2 separate regions of the Sus scrofa genome follow, and region 2 is linked to region 1. A link is a contact called in public HiChIP or PLAC-seq data. All regions are on one chromosome and are shown on one strand. The core of a region is the stretch at or near the end of the contact, and the rest is flanking DNA. Distances in the headings are between cores, read along the strand shown.

Region 1 (2,700 bases), core at 35-2,534:
TTAGGTCCTGTTATCTCAATTCGCGTAAAGGAGTTAAAAATGTGCATCGTGGAGTTCCTGTGGTGGCTCAGTGGTTAACAAATCCGACTAGGAACCATGAGGTTGTGGGTTCGATCCCTGGCCTTGCTCAGTGGGTCAAGGATCTGACGTTGCAGAGACCTGTGGTGAAGGTCGCAGACGCGGCTCGGATCCAGCGTTGCTGTGGCTCTGGCGTAGGCCAGTGGCTACAGCTCGGATTCAACCCCTAGCCTGGGAACCTCCTTATGCTGTGGGAGCCACCCAAGAAAATGGCAAAAAGACAAAAAAAAAACAAAAAAGTGCATCCTAAAATACATCACTGATTTCTGTGTCTGTATGTTTTAGGGAACAATAAAATAGCTGTAGGATTACCAATCCCACAATTGCGCAATACAGAGGGTGACAGTTTAGCCATTCTAAATGAAAGGAATAAGTCTCCAATACAATCATCAGTCGTTGGCCGTTCATCTGTACTAAGCTCCGTCTTCCTTTAGGGGACTGGCTCTAGAACGCATTTTGGGAGTGCCCAGCAAAAGCTCAGCTGTCTTAAGAGAATAAGGCTACCATCACTTTTAATAATTCGTATTAAGAAATCGCTGCTAGGCCTCTGCCAAGAATATCCACTCATCCGCAATGCGCCTGCCCAGACCGCAGCAGCCTAGCTCAGGAGACACCCTAGAACAGCAAACACCGACGTAAGAAAAAATCCGAATCTGCTGCAGAAAACTACTCCACTGCGCTTCAAAGGTTCTATCCAACACAGCCGCCTCGCTAGACTACAAATCCCAGGATTCCCTACTCCACCAGAAGCCAATAAGGAAGCTACAAGTTCCTTCAACCAATCACATCCTGACCCAGTGTACCATGCCGACTGAATTCTGGGATTTGTGGTTTTCACGTGGCAACATTACACCGTCGTGGTTAAGGCACTGTAGGCCACGCGTCCGATTTGGAACGAAAGCTCCTTCTCATGATTCTTCTGTTGCTTTTCAGGCTAACCTCTTGATTAGCATTTCTCCGATCCTTATACTCCTTAAAAATCGTAAACTATTTTTCTTACTGTCATAGAGGAAAAAAAAAATCATGTTATTTTTGGATGAAGGTATGCTTGTCCCACTGGCCCCCCCATTCCTTAACCGTCGCTTTCAAGTCTCGCGATAACAGCCTCTTTTGGTCGTTGTCATGCCTCCTGGAAGGTGGGTCACGCGAAGACTGACATAGGCCTTAGCCAACAGAATTGTTCTTTACCTAGCGTCTCCACAGCGTGCGTGGGGGTCCTCCGTGAACCCTGACCTGAGCTCTGGGTAAGCGTCCCGCGTCTACTACCCCCGCCCCCGGAGCGAAGGAGGCGGGTTTTGGCCTCTTGCCCTGTGGAGGGAGTGGGAGCGAGACAGGCCCGAGTGGAAGTGTCTGGCTCCCCGGAGCGGCCCTGCAGTATTCCTCGCTGCCCATGAGCTCGTTCTCCAGCGAGCAGCGCCGTCGTTAGGCCAGCCGGGTAGCCTCTGCTTCCCCCGGGACAGGCCCACGCCTCGTCGGGGAGGGGGCAGCCTGTCGAGGCGCCTCCCTAGTCAGCGTCTGCGTCGCGCTGCGACCCTGGAAGCGGGAGCCGCCGCGAGCGAGAGGAGGAGCCCCAGCGGCGGCAGCGGGCAGGAGCACCAGCAGCGCCAGCGGGCGGGATCGAGGCCGTCAACATGGCGAGCGCCTCGTACCACATTTCCAATTTGCTGGAAAAAATGACATCCAGCGACAAGGACTTCAGGTGAGGCCGAAATCCGACTCTCAGCCCACCTCGGAGTCCCCCATCCGCGGCCCTGGCCCTCACACAGGCCTTGCCCCACCCCTTTGGCCTTAACCGGTTCCTCGGCTTTCCCGAGGTCTCCAGCCCACCCTCCGCTCCCCGATCCCGGCGGGCCCCTTTTCTCGCCCGCCTTCTCACCCCCTCCCCCCATTCTTTGCTTTAGGCCGTTGCCCGCCTCGGGTCCTAGGCCCTTTCTGCATCCCCCAACGCCTCCACTGCATGCCCTGCCCTCCCGGGACGTGCCTTTGGCGTCCCAGGTAGCGCGAAAGGGGCGAGATCACGCACTATTGTGGGGAATGGAGTTGCTTTCGGCTTGAAGACCCAGAAGCCGGCCTACCCGCTGGTCTGCCCGAGGCGCTAGGCCGCCCCGCTTGCAGGGCCCGAGCTGCTGCTTGCTGCCCACTCGGGGACCCATCTGCCATCTCCTTTCCCGCAGATATGAGCGGGCCTTGGTGCATTCAGCTTGAACGATTTCCTTTTTTCCCAGCTCTTCGGGGATTGGATTATAAACTTTTTCTTTGGATTATCCCTTTGGTGAAGATGGGAAGGAGGAGGGGGAACCAGGATGGTGAAAACTTGACTCGTTAGGGTTTTCCCGCCAGCATCTCTTGTCATTTTCCCTTGTCAGGTGAAAACCCAAGCAGGAACTCGGGGTTTCAGTCTCATTTCCTTATATCCAAAATTAACTGCCAGAAAGGTGAATTGCCGAACCGTAAACAAAAAGGTACACCGAGCGATGGATCTTATTAAAAGAAGGAATTTTCTAATAGGGGGATGGTGAATATGAAGCTTTGTTGTGGAAGTTCTGTTCCAGGAGACTTGTGCGGTTGGTTCCAAACCTTGGTAACATGCATATTGAAGAATTGTTATATTTTCAAGGATTA
Region 2 (2,700 bases), core at 47-2,546, 390 kb after region 1:
TGCAAACAGTAGAGGCGATGGGACTCCGCAGGAGGTGGCCCGGTTGTGATTTGAGTCTATACTAGCTTCTGCCTGCACACTTGGTCCAGCCAGGGGCCCTAGGATACATAAGACAGATGATAATGGACCCAGGTCCCCAGAACTTCAGAAATCTGGCACCTCTCAAAAAGCGCAAGGCAAGGAGTGTTGCAGCTCCGTCATCAGGGATTGCCTGACCTCCTCTACCCCTTTTGAAGTGACAAAAACCTGTGACCTTTGGATAAAGGCGCGTGTCATGTATGACAGAGGCGGGTTCGAGATGCGCAAGCAGTTTTTCAGTCTGCAAGGGTAAGAGGCTGTATATGGCAAATGAAGAGGACGGGGAAATTCTCTGCGTGTCTTGTCTGGGAAGAGGAAAAAGACTTGGATGTAAAGAATTAAAGGTGTCTCTCAGGAAGGTGTGTCTCTCCCATGGGCAACGCAGGGGAAAGACTCTGAGTAGTGAGGAAATGGGAGGTGTCTCTGATGTTTATTTTTGCCTAGCAACCCACAGCCAACTGCTTCCCCGGCAGCCGTCCACACGCGCCTCTCAACCTCCCCTTGTCCTAGCGACTGGAGAGCGGTCACTCGGTGTCAGTAAATCGGGGAGGGAGTGTGTGTGGTAGAGGTGGAGGTGGGAGGTGCAGCCCTCTCCTCGGCCCACTTTCGGGGTCACCAGGCTAAGGCAAGGCCCTCCATCGGGCTGGGTTTACCTTACCGAGGTGACCCTCGCACAATTAAGTTATGTACATGATGACTTGTGGGAAGGGGGTGGTTAAGCCACTGGGACCGGGAAGGCGGGGGTGGGGGGGCAGTATTGTTTGTGAGCGGCCTTTTAAGTTAGGAAAGCTGAAAATGCATGTGTTTGGGGGCGCTCTCGGAAGGGGAGGGCAGGGTCTCTGCAGCGATTTCGGTGGGAGGGAAGCAGCGGTAGGTTGCGCTGTAGGGAAGGCGGGGTGCAGCCGGGGCGGGCGAGGCCGAGGAGGAGTAGGGAGGGGAGGGGAGTAGGTTGTTAGCTGGGGAGCCGAAGGGAGAGGTGCAGATGGCCGGAGGGAAGCTGAGGGCGAGCAAGTGGAGGCGGCAGAGTTTTCCAGCGCGTGGAGGGGTGGCTATGCAGATGATTGGGTGGCAGGGAGGGACTCCGGTGGGTGGCTGGGTGGGGGAGGGGTGTGCGCGAGAGTGTGTGGCGCGGCTGGGGGGAGTCCGGGGGCGGGGCCTGCTTGGCAGCGGAGGGAGCGGGGGCGGGGCTGCCCTCCCCGGCCGCGCGGCGCGCGGGCGCCTGGCGAGTGTGCGCGGGGGCGCGCGTGCGCGGCCCGGGAGGAGGCTCCCGAGCGAGTCGGCCGAGGCGGCGCAGCCCGCTCCCCCGCGCCCTATGTGAGGGAATCGGGGAGGCCCGCGGCGCGCCGGGGAGGGCGAGGCATGTGCACGGGCCGGGGGGTGCTGCGGCCGCCCGAGGAAGAGGAGGACGGCGGCGGCGGCGAGGAGAGTGGAGGGCTCGCGGCGGCGGGCCCGGGCGGAGGGGATGCAGTGGACTGTGTGTGTCTGGCTGTAGCTGACGCGAGGCGGCGAGGAGGCGCCGGAGATCTGCGAGAAGGGCGACCGGGAGGCGGCGGCGGTGGCGGCCGCGAGAAGTAGCAGCAGGACGGGCGGCGGCGGAGACGGCAGCCCTGAGATGCATTTTCCTCTCCAGCGGCCATGTTAACCAGGAAACCTTCGGCCGCCGCTCCCGCCGCCTACCCGACCGGTAAGGAGGCCCGGGCCCCGCGCCGCCCTGGGCTCCCGCCCCCGTGGCCCCAGCCGGCCCCCGGGCCGGCCCTCGTGGCGCGGGAGCCTGCTGCCAACGGGACCTCGAACAAAGTCTGCGCCGCGGCGGGGCGGCTGCAGGGATCCTGGGGCGGACGGCGCGCCCTCGCCTCGGCTGGGCTCATTGTTGCACGCGGGCCCCCGAGGCTCCCCCGAGCGGGCCGGCAGGGGCCGTCCGGGGCCTCCCCACCCGGGGCTCGGCGAGGCGGTGGCGGCGCCCAGGCTGGCGGTGCAGCCCCTGTCCCCGCCTGCAGCTGCCAGCAACGTGTGCCGCCGGCCTCGCCCCTGCCGGGCTCCCCTGAGGGGTCACGAACTCGCCTGCGCGCGGGGGCCCGACTTAACTTTGCAGCAGCCTGAGCCCCGCCCGCGGGGGCGCGCCGGGGATCCGCGTCCCCGGCCTGCCAACGCTCCCCGACCGCCCGCGTTTACTGTCCCGGCTCTGCCCGGGGGAGAGCGGGCTCCGCAGCCCAGAGGGGTGGGGCGGGGCCACGGGGTCCGGGTGACTTTCTTCCCCTTGACCCTCTTTTGTCTCCTCCCGCGCGTGGCTGCCAGGCCGAGGAGGGGACAGCGCCGTTCGTCAGCTTCAGGCTTCCCCGGGGCTCGGTGCAGGGGCCCCCCGGAGCGGAGTGGGGACCGGCCCGCCCTCCCCCATCGCCCTGCCGCCTCTCCGGGCCAGCAACGCTGCCGCCGCAGCCCACACGGTGAGATCCAGCCCGCGGGCAGCGCGAGGAGACGGGGCGGGAGGGGTCCGGGGCACGAACCCTCGGACTTGGGGGATCCTGCGGCCGGGAGAGGATATAGAGGTCGAAATGCGAGTGTCTCCACGCCCCTGGCCAGTGGCGTCTCCGGGACGCCGCCCTCTGGAACTTGGGCGAGCCC

Evidence for each region. HiChIP or PLAC-seq counts read pairs in DNA pulled down with a chosen protein or histone mark.
Region 2: an H3K27ac HiChIP or PLAC-seq map of alveolar macrophages shows a contact between it and region 1. The contact joins the promoter of DYRK2 here to the promoter of CAND1 in region 1. A contact is called at or near these places in 1 of 5 promoter capture datasets (liver), 2 of 47 Hi-C or Micro-C datasets (embryonic fibroblasts and skeletal muscle) and 1 of 2 datasets of contacts at active chromatin or transcription factors (alveolar macrophages).

What each region holds. Positions count from the first base shown.
Region 1 is chr5:31,656,224-31,658,923 of Sscrofa11.1, forward strand. CAND1 (cullin-associated NEDD8-dissociated protein 1) reads left to right here and starts at 1,285. Exons shown (of 16, transcript XM_003126362.4): 1 at 1,285-1,777. The coding sequence starts at 1,710.
Region 2 is chr5:32,046,318-32,049,017 of Sscrofa11.1, forward strand. It overlaps DYRK2 (dual specificity tyrosine-phosphorylation-regulated kinase 2), which reads left to right and starts at 1,297. Exons shown (of 3, transcript XM_021091961.1): 1 at 1,297-1,762; 2 at 2,374-2,522. The coding sequence starts at 1,714.